Regions from separate parts of the Cyprinus carpio genome. Here region 2 is linked to region 1. The links are chromatin contacts, called in public Hi-C maps. All regions are on one chromosome and are shown on one strand. Each heading gives the region's core, a stretch centred on a gene start, on an enhancer-like site or on the middle of the called end of the contact. The rest is flanking DNA. Distances are from core to core; before and after follow the strand shown. Region 1 overlaps LOC122145324 (a long non-coding RNA gene). Region 2 has its middle 50 kb from the start of LOC109051405.

The links. A called contact is a pair of places that touch in the nucleus more often than the background predicts.
Region 2: a Hi-C map of skeletal muscle shows a contact between it and region 1, with 1.7 times the contacts expected there. The contact joins two enhancer-like sites. A contact is called at or near these places in 2 of 8 Hi-C or Micro-C datasets (both in skeletal muscle).

The regions. Positions count from the first base shown.
Region 1 is chrA6:20,683,468-20,688,441 of ASM1834038v1, forward strand. The region is part of intron 1 of LOC122145324 (a long non-coding RNA gene); the gene reads left to right. Among protein-coding and RNA genes, the nearest start is that of LOC109051405, 9.8 kb to the left of the region's middle. Within about 2 kb of position 2,579, at least 1 of the 8 cell types and tissues checked has an H3K27ac peak or open chromatin away from gene starts, as enhancers often do. A contact at or near this core is called in skeletal muscle, where this site is marked.
Region 2 is chrA6:20,723,656-20,728,629 of ASM1834038v1, forward strand. No RefSeq gene overlaps it. Among protein-coding and RNA genes, the nearest start is that of LOC109051405, 50 kb to the left of the region's middle. Within about 2 kb of position 2,431, at least 3 of the 8 cell types and tissues checked have an H3K27ac peak or open chromatin away from gene starts, as enhancers often do. A contact at or near this core is called in skeletal muscle, where this site is marked.

The DNA.
Region 1 (4,974 bases), core at 1,329-3,828:
AAAAAATTTTATTCAAGTTTATTTGTATAGCACTTTTCACGATACAAATCGTTGCAAAGCAACTTTACAGAAAATTACGTTTCTACAATATTTAGTAGTCGCTTATCAGTGGTGACTGTCAGTTTATGTACATATGGCAGAAATGTATGGAAAAATCAATTAAAGATGTAAACAAGCAGACGATGAACACTGTTAACAGCAGTTATCATATGATGCAATCAAACTTATAGCAAAATTTGGTAGTTCTGCATGTTGTTTCAGGGTTGACATCATCTGAGGTCCCCTGAGGGGTTGGCATCTCTTCTCAGGTGTTCTGGATCCAGACTGAAGCTTGTGTAAATCCTAGTTACGCAAAAACAGAGAAACAAATAGAGACATAATTAGCGAAGCTGCTGTTCCAACCAAGTAAAATTAATTAGTTTAACCCAAGCTAAAGAATAATAATGCACATTTGATCAGATATAACTGCAATCCAAAATTATAAGATGCATTATTTGAATGCTTGAACAAAGATATGTGTTTTTAATCTAGATTTAAACAGAGAAAGTGTGTCTGAACCCTGAACATTATCAGGTATTCCAGAGTTTGGGAGCCAAATGTGAAAAAGCTCTACCTCCTTTAGTGGACTTTGCTATCCTAGGTACCACCAAATGTCCAGAGTTTTGTGACCTTAGGGAGCGTGATGGATTGTAGCGTGGTAGAAGAGTAGTTAGATATGCAGGAGCTAAACCATTAAGGGCCTTATAGGTAAATAATAATATTTTTGTAACAAAACAGAAAAATCTGTTTTAAATTTCAGTGTGCATGTTTCTTGTATTATCCTACATTGCTGCACATATTTCTCATAAACACTCTTTTCTCAAAGCAAACTTTGCTTCACTCTCTAACCTCACTATGAAAAACTGGTGTAACTTTGTGAATGGCTGCTAATGGCCACGTGCAGGGTGTTTTTCATGTTGTTCCCAGTTGAGTGGTCTTCTGTTAAGTGCAGGAATCAGGCTATTTGTATTATTTAAACACATAATAAAATCATCAAAGCGCTGTGGCAAATTGTCATTTGGCAGTCAGGAACCTTGCCCTGGAATCCCGCGGCTTTCAATAGCCCAGCAAAGGACTTGCTAAATGACTAAAGGTACCATGTGACTTGACTTGAGATGGGGCTCAGAACAGCAGATTTAATTATCATGTTAGAATTCTGCATGAAAACAATCTATACTAGAAATTAGAACTATTCCTGTCAGATGACTTGCATCTGCGAGTAATTCTGTTTGGGACAACCGAACCCCTTCTTTGAATGTTATCAAATGTTTACAAAGTGCTTAATCTGGTAAATGGAATCAGTGAGGCCTGCAGTAATTGTGTGCCGGCGTCAGCACCCAGGATTCACCGCCTGGATCCCTTGATCTTTATGAAAGGCCCAAAAAGGCAGATCAATACATGCATTGATAAATAAATCTAGGCTTTATGGAACCGAAATGCCATTTTTTGTTTTCTATGTGTATTTATTTTCATAGTAGTTTCTTGTGTGTGCTTGTTTTTTGTAGAATCATAAATTTTCTATGTCACCCACAGATAAGTGGTCTTTTCTGCCTGCTAGGGATATATGTGAACTGATGGTTTGTGTCCCATAATAGAATTTCATTACTGTTTTGAATTCTGTTAGTTGTTCTTTTGAGCTTCTTCTATATCTCATGATTATGTATATCACTGATAGGCTATGTTATGGACCTATATGTGCAAGCTCAGTTAAAAGATGTTTAGCAGTTTTCTGTAATAAGTGCACTTTTTGGTCTCTTTAATTTTTGCTCTACAAAGCTTTCATTCTTTCCCCAGTGTTGCTCTTCTTTATCATCTTGCCTTGGGGCAACAACATAGCGCCCCCCTTCTACCACCACTTTAGTCTGTGAAAACCACATATTAAATTTGCCTGGCATAAGTCACTTCATTTAGTGCTCAGCTAAATTCCTCACTGGGCCATTCATCCATGTGCATACTATGGACACACATCTCACACAAAGAAAGCTAGTCAAGCATAACTTTGAGGAAGTTACATATATTTTGGGCTTTGTTGGCTATGTCATGCTGTTTTGTTCCAATTTAGTGACTTACAGAAAAAGTTGTTTTACTTAATTGTAGAATGGAAGCAGTTATTAGAATTATCATCTAAATGCCCTTTCCTTGATATATGTGCCGGATCTTCCTTTTTTTTTTTTCTTGGCACTTGATGCTTCATGCATCTCTGGTGATCTCTTATACTATAAGCTTTACACTGATCAATTTAATTTCAAAAGCAAAAATTATTATTTCTAAATTTTCTGAAGTGCATTTAAATATTTTCTATTAATTTATCAAAAAACTGATTTGATATGAACACAACTTAGTGACTCTGCATGCCATTGAATAATTGACCAATTTATTAGAAGAAAATGTAACACTGTGAATAAGAGAAGAAACTATTGCACACTTGTTTATTGTACACATCACAGAGTCACAAGGTCATTAGCAGAGTGTGAACAGAGAGAAACACAACAACAGAGGTGTCATTGTTTCTCAATGAACTCTATCACAATTTAGATTTGACACAGAGATGTTTCACACAGTTTGCTTGTAGCTGTATTTAGTGTTATTCATAGGTTGATCATCTACAGCATTTATCTTTCATTTAGATAAACATATTCAGTATTACAGTAGCTTCTGTTTCGAAGTAGAACGTTCCACGGCTCTGAAAAAAGGTGTAAACTTGACAATAAGGACAGTGTCAGCTTTTTAAATTGTAAAACTTGTTTAATTTTGCTTGTAAAATGCAATGAGGTGCTGTAGCTTTTTGGCACAGTCCTTTTCCTGACCCGAGACTGCAGTTGGATTACTCTCTCTGTTACACTTTGAATATATTCATTACAGAACCATCAGGTCGGTCAGCAATGTTTGTGTTCCTCCATGGAAGGCGGCCGCACCCCTTTGCTTGATATTTCCAGGCCCCTTACTCACCCTCACATGGGGCTGACATAGAGCTCTAGTTTCACATTAAAATTAGGATGAGATCAGGGGAACAAGTTGCAGAGGTCACCACCACAACGGACAAGTAATGCTTCTTGGCAGCAAATATCCAAAACACAGCATCTCAGACAACTGTAGGCATTTAAATTGGCTTATATTTGACAACTATATGCGTAATTTTAAGAGCGCTGTTTTTTTTTAAGCAGTATTCTGTTTAGTAGACTGTCACATTTGTAAAAATATTGAAGCAATAGACTAGATTTAGCCACCATGCCTCGTATGTAGTTTATTCATAAAGGGTGAATTAATTTGATGAATATTATGATACATGGACACAGATCAATGCGTTTTAGTTCACATAATCATATTTTTAAATTTTACTGAATGCCCTTTCTTTTTACATGTACAGTATACATTTTTTTACTCAAAAAAAAAAAAAAAAAAAAGAGTAGTACTGTTGAAAAGTGTGCACACTCATTCAAGTGTCTTTCTGGTGACATGCAGGACTTCCCTTACGAAAAAGAAGTTTATTCAAGTGTGCTATTAGTATACTTCTTTTAAACTAAAAAAATAGGAAAGTATGCTTTTAGTTTACTTTTTATGTACTTCTCAGAAATATACTTAAAATGACATTTAAGTATACTTGACTTATACTTACAAAAAGTCTAAATATACTTGAACTTTACTTAAGTATACTTAATAAAATAAACTTGAAGTATACTACTTTTTGGTAAGGGTTCAAACCTCATCCTTTGCAAGCTTGCCTTCATCTACCCCCATTTTTGAGTGCAACCCACACATCTCAAAATCTAATTAACAACCAATGCATAGAATTAAACCCCCCCCCCTACTTTTTACGTTTCAGTAATCCACTTGATCTAAGTCAAAATACAGAAAATATTGCTACTTCTGTTTCATTCTTACTTTTAACAAGCAATATATACTAATATTTTTGGAAACTTTTTGGAAAAAAAGTGGACTGTATATGTTCTTCTGATGCCATCAGTCTTTCAGATAAAATTTCCTGAAACTCCAAATTAATTAGTAAATGGCATTTAGAAGTTTTTGTGGTCCCATGAGCAAAGATGGCAGATTTTAAATTGTGTACTACTTTGGAGGTCTATTTCTATGCCTTGGTTTATCTCTGTTTTCTGGTGCAATGTGTTTTTTTTGGGTTTGTTTTTGTGGACACACATGGCTCAATCACACAAAGATGGCCGACCTGTGTTAAGAGTGGATCTGTTGACTGTGAGTTGTTTCCCATTCCTAGTGGGATCATTTGTTTTATCTGGTGAAGGTCTTTGTTTCCCCAGTGCTAGCAGGACCAGATTAAGAGGTGCACACTGGATGGATGACTGCCGGCTGAATGAAAGATTGGCGTAAATGTCTGCTTATTTACTCTTATCCTGTCAGAGCAATGAACCAATTGGAGGTATTATGTGTTTATGTTTTTCCTTTGTTTTTGTGTCTCAGCATTGGTCACCAGTGAAATTGATTAGTGAAATTTTAATTATATTATTTCTGAAAAAAAGTTCTTTAATTCATTTGTCAAATGCTTGGAATTTTGTCTATGTACAAAGAACAGGTTGTCAGATATCAGACTGAGGCAGAAAAATTTTCATATTTGTAGAACTTATTGATAAATGTATATTCATAATGATTATTCATAATATTGTGGGAGCTTTGGTGCAGTAATCAGAGCATTGCGCAGGTTTGAATCTGTCCCATGACATGTTTTCATTCCAGTCTCTCTTCATCTACCCATTTTCTAGTTTAACTATCCAATAAAGTGGCCCAAGAAGAAGCCAAATGTGCAATTTTAGTTCTTTGAAACTTCCTTGATCACTCCACAAACATGTGCCTGATTATCTTCCCTTTCTGGTTGTTTTTTGGGTATGTTTAAGAAAATATCAAGATAATGTTGGCCAATATTTGAAACTGAATACATAGTTTAAAAATGTATTTTATAATAATAAT
Region 2 (4,974 bases), core at 1,181-3,680, 40 kb after region 1:
CAGCCTGCAGGCGAGATCTTTCACCCATAGAAAACATTTGCCGCATCATAAAGAGGTCTTCTTAGTTGCATCTTCCTAAAACAGTTGAGCAACTAGAAGCCTGTATTAGACAAGAATGGGACAACATTCCTATTCCTAAACTTGAGCTACTTGTCTCCTCAGTCCCCAGACGTTTGCAGACTGTTATAAAAAGAAGAGGGAATGCTACACAGTGGTAAACATGGCCTTTTCCCAACTTTTTTGAGTTGTGTTGATGCCATGAAATTTTAAATCAACTTATTTTTCCCTTAAAATTATATTTTTTCTCAGTTTAAACATTTGATGTCGTCTATGTTGTATTCTGAATAAAATATTGAAATTTGAAACTTCCACATCATTGCATTCTGTTTTTATTCACAATTTGTACAGTGTCCCAACTTTTTTGGAATCGGGTTTGTGTATGCTATTTTTGAGAAAGTCTATTGAAGCTGAAGTTATACATATCGTAGCACTGCCAATGGGTTTGGGACTATAAAGACAGGCACAAGGTGTTGACGTGACAATTTTATAGTGACTGTTAACAGGCAGGCAAGTTCAGCGGCCACCCCTTCATTCTTACTCTCATGAGTCCTAATAGAGCAGTGGAGACTACAGTCATTAGTGAAAGCAGATATATTTTTCAATCCATTTTAGTTATTGGTTCCTAAATCCATTACAGGTGTAGATGAAGCAGTAAGGGGTGTTTTGCCATTATCTTTCTGTATCTGAAGAAAACCACAGTTCGCTGGTTCACAATTAGTCAACGTGATGAGTTGTAAATTATGTTTAAATGTTTAAATAATACATTGGAAATAATACATTATTTTAGTTACGTCTACCTGCTATGTCTAATATATCTAAAGGACATTTGTGTATTTTTACTAATAAAGTAGTTTCTTTTTGTAATTCATTCACATTTATTTAATTGAGTAGTGTAAACTCTGTGGCTCTGTGGCATTATAAAACAATGTTTGTTTGAGGGTCCCCTACATTGGTACAGTTGTGTAGGATAAGGGCTGGACTACTGTTTTTCTGATTGTAGTGTTTTTATTGTTTGTTAAAATAGATTTTTAGTGATTTTAGACATTTTATTTAGATTTTTATTGGTTTTCTAAATAAAGCTAAATTATAAATAAATAAATTTATAAATAAATTATAAGAGGAAGAATTAACAAAAAAACTTAATAAATAAGTTGAAATACTAAAATTACTAAAACTGAAACTAACTAAAATGGCAAAAGCATAACATTACTAAAATAAATAAATAAATAATAATAATAATAATAATAAATAGTTTAATAGAATATCAATAAAACAACATTCTTTCTGACCAATGTGTTTAGGAGACCTGTTTGAAAACATTATTTTTGCAATTCTATTTGGTGCCACTGGGGGTGAAGAAATTATGCCCTTCGCCTATAAAATTGATTGATCCTGTGCTAAATGACTATTATGACTATTATCATTATTCACTGCTTTAACTCAATACATCTATTAAAGCAGTAAATCATATCTTTAAATTGTTTTCACGTCAAACCAGTTTCGTTTTGTGTAGCAATAACAGACCTAGATAACACTATTGCTCTGTTTCGTCCAGCTTGTTAGCATGTTAATCGGACTATATTTGGCCTTGCTGTTGTGCACTTGCTCCAAAAGACAGAGGAGGTGTTTGTGTTATGTATTTTATCCTTCAAATATTAGATTACACATTGTGTCACGTAAACTTGGTTTGAGCGATGGAGACTGTAGCTTGAATATGCTGTGGCTCAATTATAACTGCATGCAAATGTTAATGATGATAGTCATTCGTTCTCTTGAGGATCTATGATGTCTCTGAGCTCACAGATCGAGGAGCCTGCTGTATGCAAGGAGTGTAAATACTATAGTGACACATTTCCTAGAACTGATACATGCTTCCAGGAAAAACACTCACATGCCTTCTACTAACACTCCTTCCATTCGTGACTGCAGTGGGACATGTACAGAGACGCTGGATGAGGCATGAGCCACTACTTCATAGTGTTTGACATCTCGTTGGAATGCTAACAGTGTGCAACCTGACTCTGTCTATCCTACGTGTTACCCAAACAGCACAGGCACACCCTCCCATTCGACTCCTCACCCACCTGAAACAGCATCCATTAGGTGTGAATGTCTTCTCAGTCCCATTATTATGTTATTGGTGTTGTTGTTGGTAGTACTGCATGTTTTTCTCCTCCTTGTCTCCCTCCAGCTGTGCCAATAACTCAGTCTCCATGTCCAGTTTGGTTTTATTTTAAGGGGCTTTTTAATGCGAGGTGTGATGGGTTTGAGAACTGAGTGTTCTCTGGGCAGAGGACATCTAGCATTCTAAACAATTTGAGATATGCTGGGCTTGTATATGATCTGGTTAAACCAGGTATTAACAGCTACCCAACATGTCAAACTTGTGGTTTGAGTGATAAGATCACAAAATATGTAGTCGAAATCTGTAGTGTAATCACTAATCCGACCTAATGGTTTCTTGGGCAGCGAGGACCACCTGCCAATCAACTAAATATAAAGACTTCACAGAATATCCTCAGGATGTAGTGACACAGAGTATTAATACCAGTAATGTGTCTTGGCTGACAGCTTGTGATCATTGCTTAAGGCAGATGTTAATACCATGTGTACATGGGGTCTATGACAACAACTAGATCCAAAAATTATACTGAGATCCCTAATGAAGCCACCTTTGGTTTTAAAATACTGGATCTGCCCCCTTACACTCTCAGATTAAAGGTATAAAAACTGTAAATGAGGTAGTTCCCTTTCAAAAGGTACACATTTGTAGCTTATTTACCCCTAAAGGGTGTATATTGGTACTTTAGAGGTACATGTTAGTAACCAAAGTCTGCATATTTGTACATAAATGATACATGTATTCATATCTTTTTAAATGGTACCACCCCATTTCCAAAACTTTCACATTCATGGCTCCTCAGTGGTAGAACCATATTAATTTATACTTTTTTTGTGCATGCTCTGTTTAGAATATTAGATTCTCTTTACATGAGCGCTGTGCCAGCTAAGGTAATTTTTAAAAATTCGAATAATTTTAATAACACTGTTACATATAATATTTAGTGGAAAAGTGCCAGCAAGAATGCAAGCTATTAGCTTGTTGTCATAGTGATTCATTGGTTCCATCCATCCATCCGTCCGTCCGTCCGTCCGTCCGTCCGTCCGTCCGTCCATCCATCCATCCATCCATCCATCCATCCATCCATCCATCCATCAATGATCAATCGATATTTGCTAAATATTACATCAACAGATAGTTGATAGTTATTTGCTTAATATTACATGTAACAGTGTTATTATTAGTAAATTATTAGAATTTTACTGTCATTTACCACTCATGTAAAGATAATTTAGTATTCTAAACTGAGCAGATGAGCATGCACAAAAAAGTATAAATTATACAACAGTGCTAACAGTATTGGTGATGACCAAAATATTTTTTGTATGTATCTGTAATGGTTAATCCACCAGTATGTGTAAGCTCTTTAGTCACAATAGTGTTTCTAGTGCTAAAATATAATTATTGTTGTCATCCATGATTTTTGAATTTACTGTTTTACAAGAAAGGGAAAATTATTATTATTATTATTATTATTATTATTATTATTCAGATGCCCAAATACAGTTAATAAGTACAGTCTAATAAATGTGTGTGTGTGTGTATATATAATATTGCTTACTGTTTGTATGTGTATAAATCATTATGGATTAAAGCAAAAGCTAAAAGAATAAATGTAAATGTAGATGTGAACGCAAATGTTCTTTCACTACCCAGGAAATACATCCCACCCTTGCCACCTTCACTAAGACATATTGTACATCAGGGCAAGCACTCAGGGAGGAGAACCATAAGATGGATTGCTCATAGGCATAACAAGAGCAGAGGCGATGCCTCCAAAGGTGAGAACTGGCCTTCTTCTCTCATCCCTGATGTTCTGGGGTCATCCTCACCTTATTAGCCTGGTGAGACTTGGAAAAGGGGGTTGGTGCCACAGATTGAAGAGGATTAGGAGAGCCTGTGAAAATCACAGCTCCATGCGGAGAGACCTTCTTTGAGTAACAGGCGGGGGCAGATGGGAGGTGATCACAGGAAATCACAGGACCCCTGACACTGTTTGTGGTCCTGGAGTGTTAGTTCTCACCCATCATTGCCTTTGGTGCCACGGCCCACACTGGGGGAAGTTGTTTTTAGCACATTCATAAAAAGCGCCATTTAGCATTGTCACAACAACATTTAAAGCAGTGCTACTGAAAAGGCACACATGCACTACAAAGCCAGATGAGGGGCTTTGCACAATTGTACATATTACTCTCAGGTAACTGTGAATGATCTCTCTGGGTACAAGTTATGGTGTTGATTACTTACATGACAGGAACAATGATTAAAACTGGGACATGATAATGTGTGGCATTCATGCATTGACAACTTTGACTCTATGTTCCTTACCAAAGGTTGATGTATGGCATCATTAGGATAACCTCAAGCCCTTAAAGACACTAATCTTCTTCATCTTGTCCTTCACAGTTTTTTGTTTTGACATTTAGAAATATACGTGTGTGCACAGTGCCTGTGGTGTGTGAATTGGTGATAGTGACACTCACAGCAGCGTGCATTGTTTTAGCTGTTTATCTATTTACATATTATAAATGAAAAAAATAGAATACATATTCATACAGATTTTGAAATGGATTTCAATGTTAAATGATCAAAATTAATATAAATAATACATATAACCATATTGTGGCTTGTGCAAAACTTGACGCCATAAGATCATCTTAAACTAGTTTGCTCAGAATTAATCTCTGGATTATTATTGTTATGAATGTAATTGAAATCCATTTTTCCCAGTTATAAATATTTTTTTTACAATAATAATGAGATGCTAATCTCCCAGCTCTCTTCATCTGATC